Linked DNA regions of Gossypium arboreum: region 1 is linked to region 2. Evidence: chromatin contacts called from public Hi-C data. All regions are on one chromosome and are shown on one strand. Each heading gives the region's core, a stretch centred on a gene start, on an enhancer-like site or on the middle of the called end of the contact. The rest is flanking DNA. Distances are from core to core; before and after follow the strand shown. Region 1 holds the start of LOC108456596 (choline-phosphate cytidylyltransferase 1-like). Region 2 holds the start of LOC108474010 (anthocyanidin 3-O-glucosyltransferase 2-like).

What was found. Hi-C and Micro-C count contacts between places; a contact is called where the count stands out from the background.
Region 1: a contact with region 2 is called in a Hi-C map of leaf, with 2.0 times the contacts expected there. The contact joins the promoter of LOC108456596 here to the promoter of LOC108474010 in region 2. A contact is called at or near these places in 2 of 5 Hi-C or Micro-C datasets (both in leaf).

The regions. Positions count from the first base shown.
Region 1 is chr7:13,854,652-13,859,487 of ASM2569848v2, reverse strand. It overlaps LOC108456596 (choline-phosphate cytidylyltransferase 1-like), which reads left to right and starts at 1,262. Exons shown (of 8, transcript XM_017755146.2): 1 at 1,262-1,596; 2 at 1,894-2,007; 3 at 2,534-2,629; 4 at 2,829-2,871; 5 at 2,957-3,112; 6 at 3,188-3,268. The coding sequence starts at 1,472.
Region 2 is chr7:13,238,866-13,244,535 of ASM2569848v2, reverse strand. LOC108474010 (anthocyanidin 3-O-glucosyltransferase 2-like) reads left to right here and starts at 3,105. Exons shown (of 1, transcript XM_017775910.2): 1 at 3,105-5,038. The coding sequence starts at 3,295. The coding sequence ends at 4,734.

The DNA of each region.
Region 1 (4,836 bases), core at 13-2,512, 620 kb before region 2:
AACCTAAACATGAAAATTTTTAAAAATTGAACAAAAATTACTAAATATAGAAAACATGCATGAAACATTCCAAAATCCCCCCTCGCAATAAAATCAAACATTGTCTTCAATATTTAAAAGTATATGGAAAAGGTTGATTGAATCTTAGTTCGACTAGCATTGGCATTGTTGTCAGTGTAAGAGGACATGGATTCAAGTGTGTTGAAGCGCATTATCCTCATATTTAAAGGTTAGAGAAGGGTATTTCGATTTAAGCTCGAATCTACAAATAAAGGCAACTACTTCTCCACAAATGATTTGGACAATTTTTGACTCCAAACATGTGGTAAACCTATAAAGATTCAAACAAAACAAAACATAATAAAAATTCTAATTTTAAAAAAATATACATAATATCCTAAATAGTTATTACATGCCCCTAAAATAAAAATAAAAGTAGAATTTGATCTCTCCAAAAATTAAAATTAAAAATACTCTTTTGAAGCTTAAGATTGTTTTGGGCACAAAACTCCTTCACCATTATTATCCTTCTCAAACAAGGACATATTCGCCAAATCTACCAATATTTTTTTCATGATTCTCGTGAAGGTCTGGCTCCTTCCCTTCTCTATCAATTCTCTTTGATACTTCTCACAACATCTTTTCATTATGTAGATAGTAAATTCTCTAATTGTCTTCGATTTTGCGTCTCTATGTTGAACTTTATTCTCACTTTTGGAATAATAAGTCTCAGATCCTCAATTGAATGTATTATTCTACATGGAGGTTTTGTTTCTCGTACTCCGAGGAGAGCCTGAAGGGTTCACAGAGTATAGAGAACACCTCGATTGATATAGATATGACTTGCAATATCACGGGAAGGTTTCAATATTGTTAGAAATATTAATAATGCAAAATGTGGCTGCCAGAGATTGAACCATCAATAAAGGCTTTTATACCTTACCTTAGCATACCTAAGTAATCTCTATACTCTGTGAGCCATTCGGGCTCTCCTCAAAGTGCAGGAGACAAAATCCTCACATAGGACACATTCCATTGAGGCTTTGAGACTTAATCCTTTCAACATCCACTTTATAAAATGATAATATCATTTGATACATAGCATTTTATGATTAATTGGATATTTTAATCAGTTTTTTAACATTTAAAGGATTAAACTGATAAATTTTTTATAATATTTGAGAATGAAGGGGGTAAAAAAATTTAAACCCAAGTTAATAAAATGATATAAGACTGTATTAAGTCAAGGTTAAATTATAAACGCAAAGAGTAAAAGAGGAAAAGAAATTGAAATAAGTAAAATAGAAGCGTAAGAAGCGCGTATGCATTCTCAGCCAGGCTGTGGGTTCAGAGGAAAGCCGAAATCCAATTTATATTATTATTAGTATTATTATTTATTATTATGAGACAGAAGAAATAACAGAACTCCCAATTTCCTTTTCCCTTTTTTCTTAATTCTAGAATCTCCGCCATGAGCAACAACGGTAATAATAGCAACAGTTCCGATCCCGATCGCCCTGTCCGTGTTTACGCCGATGGGATCTACGATCTCTTCCACTTCGGCCACGCTCGCTCCCTCGAACAAGCCAAGAAATCGTCCGTTTTAATCCCTTCTCTCTCTCTCTCTCTCTCTTTTTTCTATGTTTGATTTTATTACTTTTCTGGGTATCTTTCGAATTTTCCCGTGATTAATGGATTTCTTTCAAAATCTTCATGTTTGGTTATTTTTTATCTGTGTAACTTTTCTGGGTTTTTTTTTTTTATGTCAAGTTTTTTAAATTTTTATTATGTTTGTTTGCATAAAAGATGCTTTTACTTGATGTTGTATATCCACAACTTCATGCTTGGATTGCTTTTTCCCTGATTATGCGATTCAATTTTGTGAGATTTTAGGTTTCCCAATACGTATTTGCTGGTTGGATGTTGCAATGATGAAACAACACACAAGTACAAGGGCAAAACTGTTATGACCGAATCAGAACGTTATGAATCCCTTCGCCATTGCAAGTATAACTCTCAGCCACTCTGTTTATTTTACTGAAAATATTATAAAAAAAAAGATCACCCAGGATGCATATTTGAGGTATAGTTTGGTTGTTGCTTTTGCTACTTGAGTTTTGCTTTTGAGATTTTCAAGAAAATTTTCCTTTCGTTGTGAAAGTAGTAGATTTGAAGAATTAAAATTGTAAAATTTTTGGATTAGGCTTAATTTTACTATTCAACGGAATAATTATGTTAGAATTTGATGTTGTGTTATTTCTTTTCTTTTAATCAATTATTGCTTTTAGGAAGTAAAATCTCGGTAAATTTCCTTTAGCAAAGGCTGCAATCTAGTGGAACCTGAAATATAGATTTACTTAACTTTTTGTTTACACTTTGAAGTAAATCAGTTATCTTCTCTTACAATAAGATTTTTCATTTTTGCTTTGCAAAATGTGAATTAACTTTGTTCCTCAAAATAACTGTTAATTCATTTAGTGAAACCTTAAATATAGATTCACTTTGAATGACTTCGTTATTTATTTTGTTACAGGTGGGTTGATGAAGTCATTCCTGATGCTCCATGGGTGATCGATCAAGAATTTCTGGATAAACACAATATTGACTACGTGGCTCATGATTCACTTCCGTAAGGCTAGACAATTCTTGCTTTGAGATTAAATTATTAATGTTGACTGTGAGGGTGTTAAGAAAATAAATATATAAATAAAAACCAAGGGCCTAATTGTATAAAATTTCCTACTACTTTCTAGTTCCAGATAAATATGTAAATACCCAGCATTAAAATATTCATGTAGTCTTTACACTTTGCCATGAACCGTTTACAGCTATGCTGATGCCAGTGGAGCTGCGAATGATGTGTACGAATTTGTAAGTTTATTGAGACAATCCTGCCCACTTGTTGTATTTGGTGCTTTAAAATTTTGCATTTTATTAAGCAACCTCATGCTCTCAGGTTAAAGCTGCTGGGAAGTTCAAGGAAACAAAACGAACTGATGGGATTTCTACGTCAGATATCATAATGAGAATTGTTAAAGATTATAACCAATACGTGCTGCGTAACTTGGACCGTGGGTATTCTAGGAAAGAGCTTGGAGTTAGCTATGTGAAGGTAAGATCTCTGTCTTGAATGTCTTGTTTTAGTTGAGAATGCTCCTTCCTTGATATTCCTTTTTAATGTCAACAGGAAAAGAGATTGAGAGTGAATATGAGACTGAAGAAACTACAAGAGAAAGTTAAGGAACAACAAGAAAAAGTGGGAGAAAAGGTATGTTCACTCTCATGTGAGGTTGATCTAGTTTAATGATTGTTCCCTTTTTTGTTATGCTTGTATCACATAAGCTGTATGATTGGAAACTATTACACCATGCTCACTTTATAGCGATTTTAGCTTTTTGATTGCACTTGAAGTCTTTTGTCTCAGTTCTTGACAGTTTGTCTATCCGTTATACTTTAGGGATTTTTATCACATATTTTTCCTTTAAATTTGCCTCAAATTTTGGATCATGTGCATAAATAATTGGGGGCTTGAAGTTGTAAACATTTCTTAGAGAAATAACCAAGTAGCAAAATTAGCTTGATTCTAATGTAGTTATTTGTCATTATAATTGTCATGCTGAATTTCTTTTATGTGGATGTATGTTATATGTTTGTATGAAGTCTAAACTCCCTGAATTTATTCAAGTTAAACTTTTGGAGGAACTATATTAGGAAAATCTCTTGTATCAAACTGAAAAGAAAAAAAGCTTGAACAGTTTTTGTGTGTTTTCATTTGGCTTAATTAACAGCAGTATATCGAAATTATGTTGTCCTCAGGGTACGTTATTCTCCTTATAACCTCAGTATAGAGGTTGAAGTGCTTGCATAGCTAAGTAATTTAATATTGACTTGTTTATGCTTTTTCTAGACTTCTACAATTTCATTAATGTAAGATTGTGCAGACACCTTTCATGTGTATGTAACTAGAATAGCATTGTGACCTTTCAGTAAACATTTGTGCATTAGATGCATATAACTCATCTCTTCCCCCCTGCCCTTTGTTACAACACCCTGGTACCTCCCCATTTGTACGCCTGTCATTTTTCCCTCTACCACCCTTTACTTACAAAAGTTGATAAAATGTTTTATAAACTTACACATATGCATACATGGTAATAACCACCCCAAAAAAGAGTCATTTACCATGAAGAACCTGGGTGAAGGGAGGAGCCAGCTTAAGAACTGTTAAACTTAAAATCTGTTCCTTGGGGCAGTGCTGAAAATATCAATTGTTAAATTGCTTCATGATTCATATTTGATCAATTCTGCATCATGTTTGTACTTTTATGCATGGTTGCACCTTCATCATGCTGGCTAGAGAAGTTGGATTTAGGTGAATTGACTGTCTGGTTGGAGACTACAGCCATAAGATCAAGATACGAAATCAAGTGCCATCAGAAGTTGAGGTGATAGTATGATGCATGAATTATAGAGGGTTATGGTATTTTGTTCGATTCCAATTTCTTCATTTTCACTGCTTGATCAGTTTGGTCTAGATTTAAATTCTTGTATTTTGCCATGGGTTTATAGTGAGATTTAAATCCTTCAAACTGCAAATTCTTCCTCCACCCCCTGGATTTATGCCCCAGAAGGGATCATTAAAGTTATGAATGTGAGGTTAACTGTTTCTAGTAACAAATTGTATTCAAGTTCTATGAGGTGAGCCATCAGAACACCATTCACCCAGATTCATATATTAGGTTTTGTGTCACGTGTTTCAGTATTTTTTTTCTTCTTCTGTTATATGAATCTATATAATACCTACGCATGTAGTTGGCCACGTACTATTTGGCTGGA
Region 2 (5,670 bases), core at 1,856-4,355:
ACCTATTTAAACCTCAAGCTTCAAACCTTCAATTTTCCCTTTCTTCTTTCTTTTCTCTTTTCTTTCTTTCTTTCCCTGCTTTTCGTTTTGCCTATTCTATTTCTATTTCTATTCTTTTTTTTTCATTAAACCATTATATATATATATATATAATATAATAACTTAATAATTATCCATTATAAAAATCTATTTAATAACAAATATTCTTTTAACATTTGTATCCATTATAATATCACACTTGTCTTTCACTAATCTATTTATTATATAAATATCTTTTACTTAATAATAATATATAATTTAATAATATACTTATATAATAAGTAAATATACATGTATTTTACAAATGTATGTATATTAGTATCACAAATGTCACTATACATACCATACATTTGTCAACTTTTTATTTATTTATCATATAATATTAATTTAATAATAAATACATTAATATTTACTTAAATAATAAGCAAATACATATATATATTACGAATGTGTGTATTATATTTATTATACTTGTATTTTATTTTTGCCATACACTTGGCACTCTTTTTATTTTATTTACTTATTTAGTCCTTTTAATTTTCTTTATTCTATAATTAAACTTTCACACTTCATTCAATTTAACCCTTTTATCCAATTATTCTTAATTAAATTAAATTCACTTAATTAAACTCTAATTAACCACTCATTTTACTTCGTAAATATTTTTAAATAAATATTTACGAATCCACTTTTCAGAAATAAAGACCCGAAAATACACTTTTTCGACATCGGTAAAATTCAGGTCATTACATTTTGCATGGCATAAAGCTTATTTTATGTATGGAAAATGTGTGATTGGTTTGGTAATTATATGATGAATTATCATAAGTGTGGGAATGGTCGTTTTGGGGCCTTATAACCAACCATTGAAATCTTATGTTAACTTGAAAATGTATGGAATTTGGAATATAGTGGACTATTGAGAATGTCGTGACTTCACACCCTAAATGTCGCGATGCCAGGCTATCTTGCCGTGACGTACCTTATTGATGTTGCGACATCGACTCTATAATGTTTTAAAAGCTTTACAATTTGGTCATCTTGTTGGAAAGTTGGTTACTGTCTTCAAGGACGCAACACCACCCATTGGATGTCATGACGCCAACCTTTGAAGTCATGACGTTGAACTCCAGGGTCGCGACGTCCATTTGGTATAGTTTGGAAAACTTTACAATTTGGTCCTCGGGTCATGAAGTATGTATACTGTTTTAAAGGTCGCGACATTGATTCCCTGATGTCGCGACATCAACTTGAAATCTTTGAAAATTTTGCATTTTAGTCCTCCAATGCTCTCGGGTCATCAAAAGAGCTTTCGGAAGCTCGTATAAACTCTGGTTCGAAATATATTATGATATACTAATATAATAATCGTGTTTATGAAATTGAGTTCTTATAATGATGGAGAAATACATTATGTTTAAATGAAGATGTTTTGGTAATGATTGTACATCCCATAGCTCGAACTTAGCGATCGGGTCAGGTATGGGGTGTTACCGGTTAGGTGTTCATCTTCCCTAGGTGTTACTTAGGTTCAAATTACTATTGTGCAAAACAAACCATTTTGTTAAAAAAATATTTTTAAAATATATAAAGAAAAATATATCAAAATAAATAGTTGATATTTTAAATAAAATATATTTAACATAATAATATATATTGAAAAATATATTTTATCATATAATTATTTATTATTTTGTCTATGTAAATAAAAAATTATTAATCAAAATATGAATTAAACAGATAAAAATAACAAGCAAAATATATCAAAACAATTAGTTGATATTTTTTAAAAATAAAATATATTTAATATCATATTATATATTAAAAATATTTTTATCATATAATTACATATTTAATATTTAGTCTATATAAAGAAACAAATATAAAAAACCCTATTTAGTCTATATAAAGAAACAAATTTAAAAAAAAACCCTTAAAAGCAACATGAATTAAAAATGAAAACATACCAAGATCACACTAACAAAATACCATGTGTAACCAATAAACCTTTATTGACACAAAACAGTTTTCTAAAAGCGATTTTCTAAAAAAATCCTATAAAGAGTGTTTTTGGAAGCCAAAATTAACTTATTTCCCTAAATAATATTAAAATGAATTAAAACCTTAATATCTTTTTAAAAATCAGTAAAGTTTATTTTCAATTTTTAAAAGGAAATTCATTAATTTATTTCATGAATAGGATTATACTATTCGAAGAAAAGAAAACAATAAACATCTATCATAGACAGTGAAGGGCAAGCTCCATGAACATAGTAAATGTTTAAATCTCAACATCAAATGAACATTATGGCACGTTAATAATTGATTCTATCACAACTCAAGTGCGACATATTTAGAGTAATTGTAAGAATTTAATACGATAAGAAAATTAGTTTTTAATGGTTCGAAAAAAATTAGAAAAAAATTACACACCCACCAATTTAGAAAGAACAACAACAAAATCATTCCTAAAAGCACTTACAAAAGTAATACTACATGTATAAGCACGACTAAAAAATATGCTATAAGAGTAGACAAAAAATTTCTAAAAGTAAATACTTATTAAACAATGAAAAAAAAACTTAAAATAACACGAATCCAAATCAACTTGTGAAATAATTCATTATTCACTCTTTAAAAAAAATACTAGTGGCTGATATAGTTTCAACGAAGGCATGCATCTTCATTTATCCATCACAATTTGTGAAGATATTAAAGATACGTATAAAATAAAATTGCAAACAAAAATAAAGAAAGAAAAAAAAATAAAGAGATAGTTGGAGGGAGAGAAAAAAAAAACGGATAATAGTCAAAGCTAGCATGACTGTTAAGCAAAACCAAAAAAAAAAAAATGAAGCAAAAGACTAAAAAAAGAAGAAGAAAATTTTAAAATTCTAGAGAAAGTTGTTAATTTAATTTTGCCCAAAATTAAATCTAACTCACAATCAAATAAACCTTAATAAAATAAGCTTGGTTCTATTATTATCTAATTAATCCAGTCCAATAGAATTAAATTTCTGACAAGCTAATTCGGTTGTAACTCAACAATGAAGATTCCAATAAATTCCAGACGTTGGACAGCAAAGCAATGACATCATACTTGAAACCATTTAGCTTTTCTGACTGACGCACTCTGTCTTTATTAATAAGCGGGAGAAAACTAAACCACACAAACCGAATCAGCTTTCCCATCCTTCGCTGTTAAACTCTTCCACACTTAACTTCTCTTTTCCTGTTTCCGTTTTCATTTCGACGATGAAGAAAGCGGAGCTAGTGTTCATCCCATTCCCCGCAAAGGGCCATTTGGTATCCGCAGTTGAAGTGGCTAAGATTTTAGTGGATCTCAATTCCAACCTCTACATCTCTTTTCTCATCATCAAGCAACCCGTCGGCGCTGAACGCACCGCCTACGCCGACTCCCTCACCGCTGCCACCACCACCACTCGCATCAAATTCATTCACCTCCCTCAACCTGATTCAGACATAGATGCGGCTAACTTTATTAGGAGTGTAGTTCAAACCCAGGAACCACTTGTGAGAGAGGCCGTCACCAAAATAGTTGAGCACTCGAACTCAGTTCCCGGCTCACCTCGACTCGCCGGGTTTGTTCTCGACTTATTTTGTACTTCTTTTAGAGACTTGGCTAACGACTTCGGCGTTCCTAGCTATCTGTTTTGCACTTCGGGTGCTGGTTTTCTTGGCTTCCTATTTTTCATTCAAGCTCTTCATGATGAGCAAAATTTTGAGTTCGTTGAGTTAACAGACTCGGAGACTGAGTTCACTATTCCATCTTATGTCAACCCGGTTTCCGCTAAACTCTTTCCATCTGGAACGTTCAAGCCTGAAGGTTTTGGTTTACTCCTTTCCATGGCGAAACAAGTGAGAGAAATGAAGGGCATCATGGTAAATACATTTTTAGAGCTCGAATCGCATGCAGTTGACTCCCTTTCTAATGGCAAGCTTCCACCCGTGTACCCGGTGGGACCCATATTGAATACTGAAGGCTCTAGCGGGATCCATCAGAATTATGACTCAATCATGCAATGGCTCGATCAACAACCACGTTCATCTGTGGTGTTTCTTTGCTTTGGGAGCATGGGAAGTTTTAGTGCGAATCAGGTAAAGGAAATCGCTTGTGCCCTGGAGCAGAGTGGGCACCGATTCTTGTGGTCTCTACGTCGAGCCCCGGAGCAGGTAAACGGTAAGATGGGACACCCGACTGATTACGAGAATGTGGCAGAGGTGTTACCGGAAGGATTCTTGGATCGAACGGCTGAGATTGGTAAGATCATAGGGTGGGCACCACAATCGGCCATCTTGGGCCATCCTGCGACAGGAGGGTTTGTGTCGCACTGCGGCTGGAACTCGACATTGGAGAGTATATGGTTTGGAGTGCCAATGGCGACGTGGCCGCTCTACGCAGAGCAACAGCTGAACGCGTTGCAATTGGTGAAGGAGTTGGGATTAGCGGTGGAGATTAAAATGGACTACAGGATAGATGGCGGGGGTGAGGTTGAACTCGTGAAGGCGGAAACAATAGAGAGAGGAATTAGGCGGTTGATGGAACATGATAGTGACGTTCGGAAGAGGATGAAAGAGATGAGTGATCGGAGTAGGAAGGCTTTGAAGGACGGTGGATCTTCACACTCCACGTTATGTCGTTTTATTGATGATGTCGTGGACAACATGCCATGAAACTTCAGCACATTGCCATTGCTATTATTATTTCTAAAATAATGTATTCAAAATCAAGATTTAGCTTAGCTTATTTAATATACTTATATTAGAAATATATAAATTTGGCACACTCATTTTGTGATAAAATGTATAATATATTGCTATTTCTCCTAGTGCAGGAGAGGGGTTTCTTTATAGAATATTTTTAATAATGTTGAGGTTGTTACGAGATTATGAGTGTAACTACTCAAGTTTCATATGTGAAAATTTATCTTATGAAGGAATAAAACTTTAAAAATTAGATTAATTCGAACTAAGTAAATTGGATTTCTTATTTTGTGAAAATATCTTGAAATTATTTGATTTATCTTAAACTTTATCAGGATATTGATAATCCTAGTTTATTGGCTAGGTTGGTGGGGATTAATATTATAATTGATATTTTTATCAAGTCCAATAATACTTAATAAATTTTAGACTTGCATAGGTTAGATATATTGAGAGTTTTAGCACTTGACCTATTCATTTGTAAGTTGTTTTAGTGAGTACAATTTGTAAGTAAAATAAGCAGTGTAACACCTAGTTACCTAACCCGGTCACTGGATCTGACCTACAAGGTGTCACATTTATTTTCGGAGCAACTATGATTAATTTAAATTCGATTAAAATCCATTAAACATTCATATATAAGTAACACATATGTATAAAATGGTGCATAATCGTTTGTGGGTGTCATATGAGCTTACAAAAGCTCTTTTGCTAACTCGATATTGAAGTAAGACCAAATTGTAAATATTTCAAAACTTTGAGTTGACGTTGTGACATCGGGATCTCCTCATTGCAATGTAACTCTCTGAATTAGGCTCGTCGTGACCTTGAGTACACGTCACCGCAACATGAATCATTGGTTGTTCCTCGTTGCGACGTTGGGGATACGTCATCACGACGTGACAT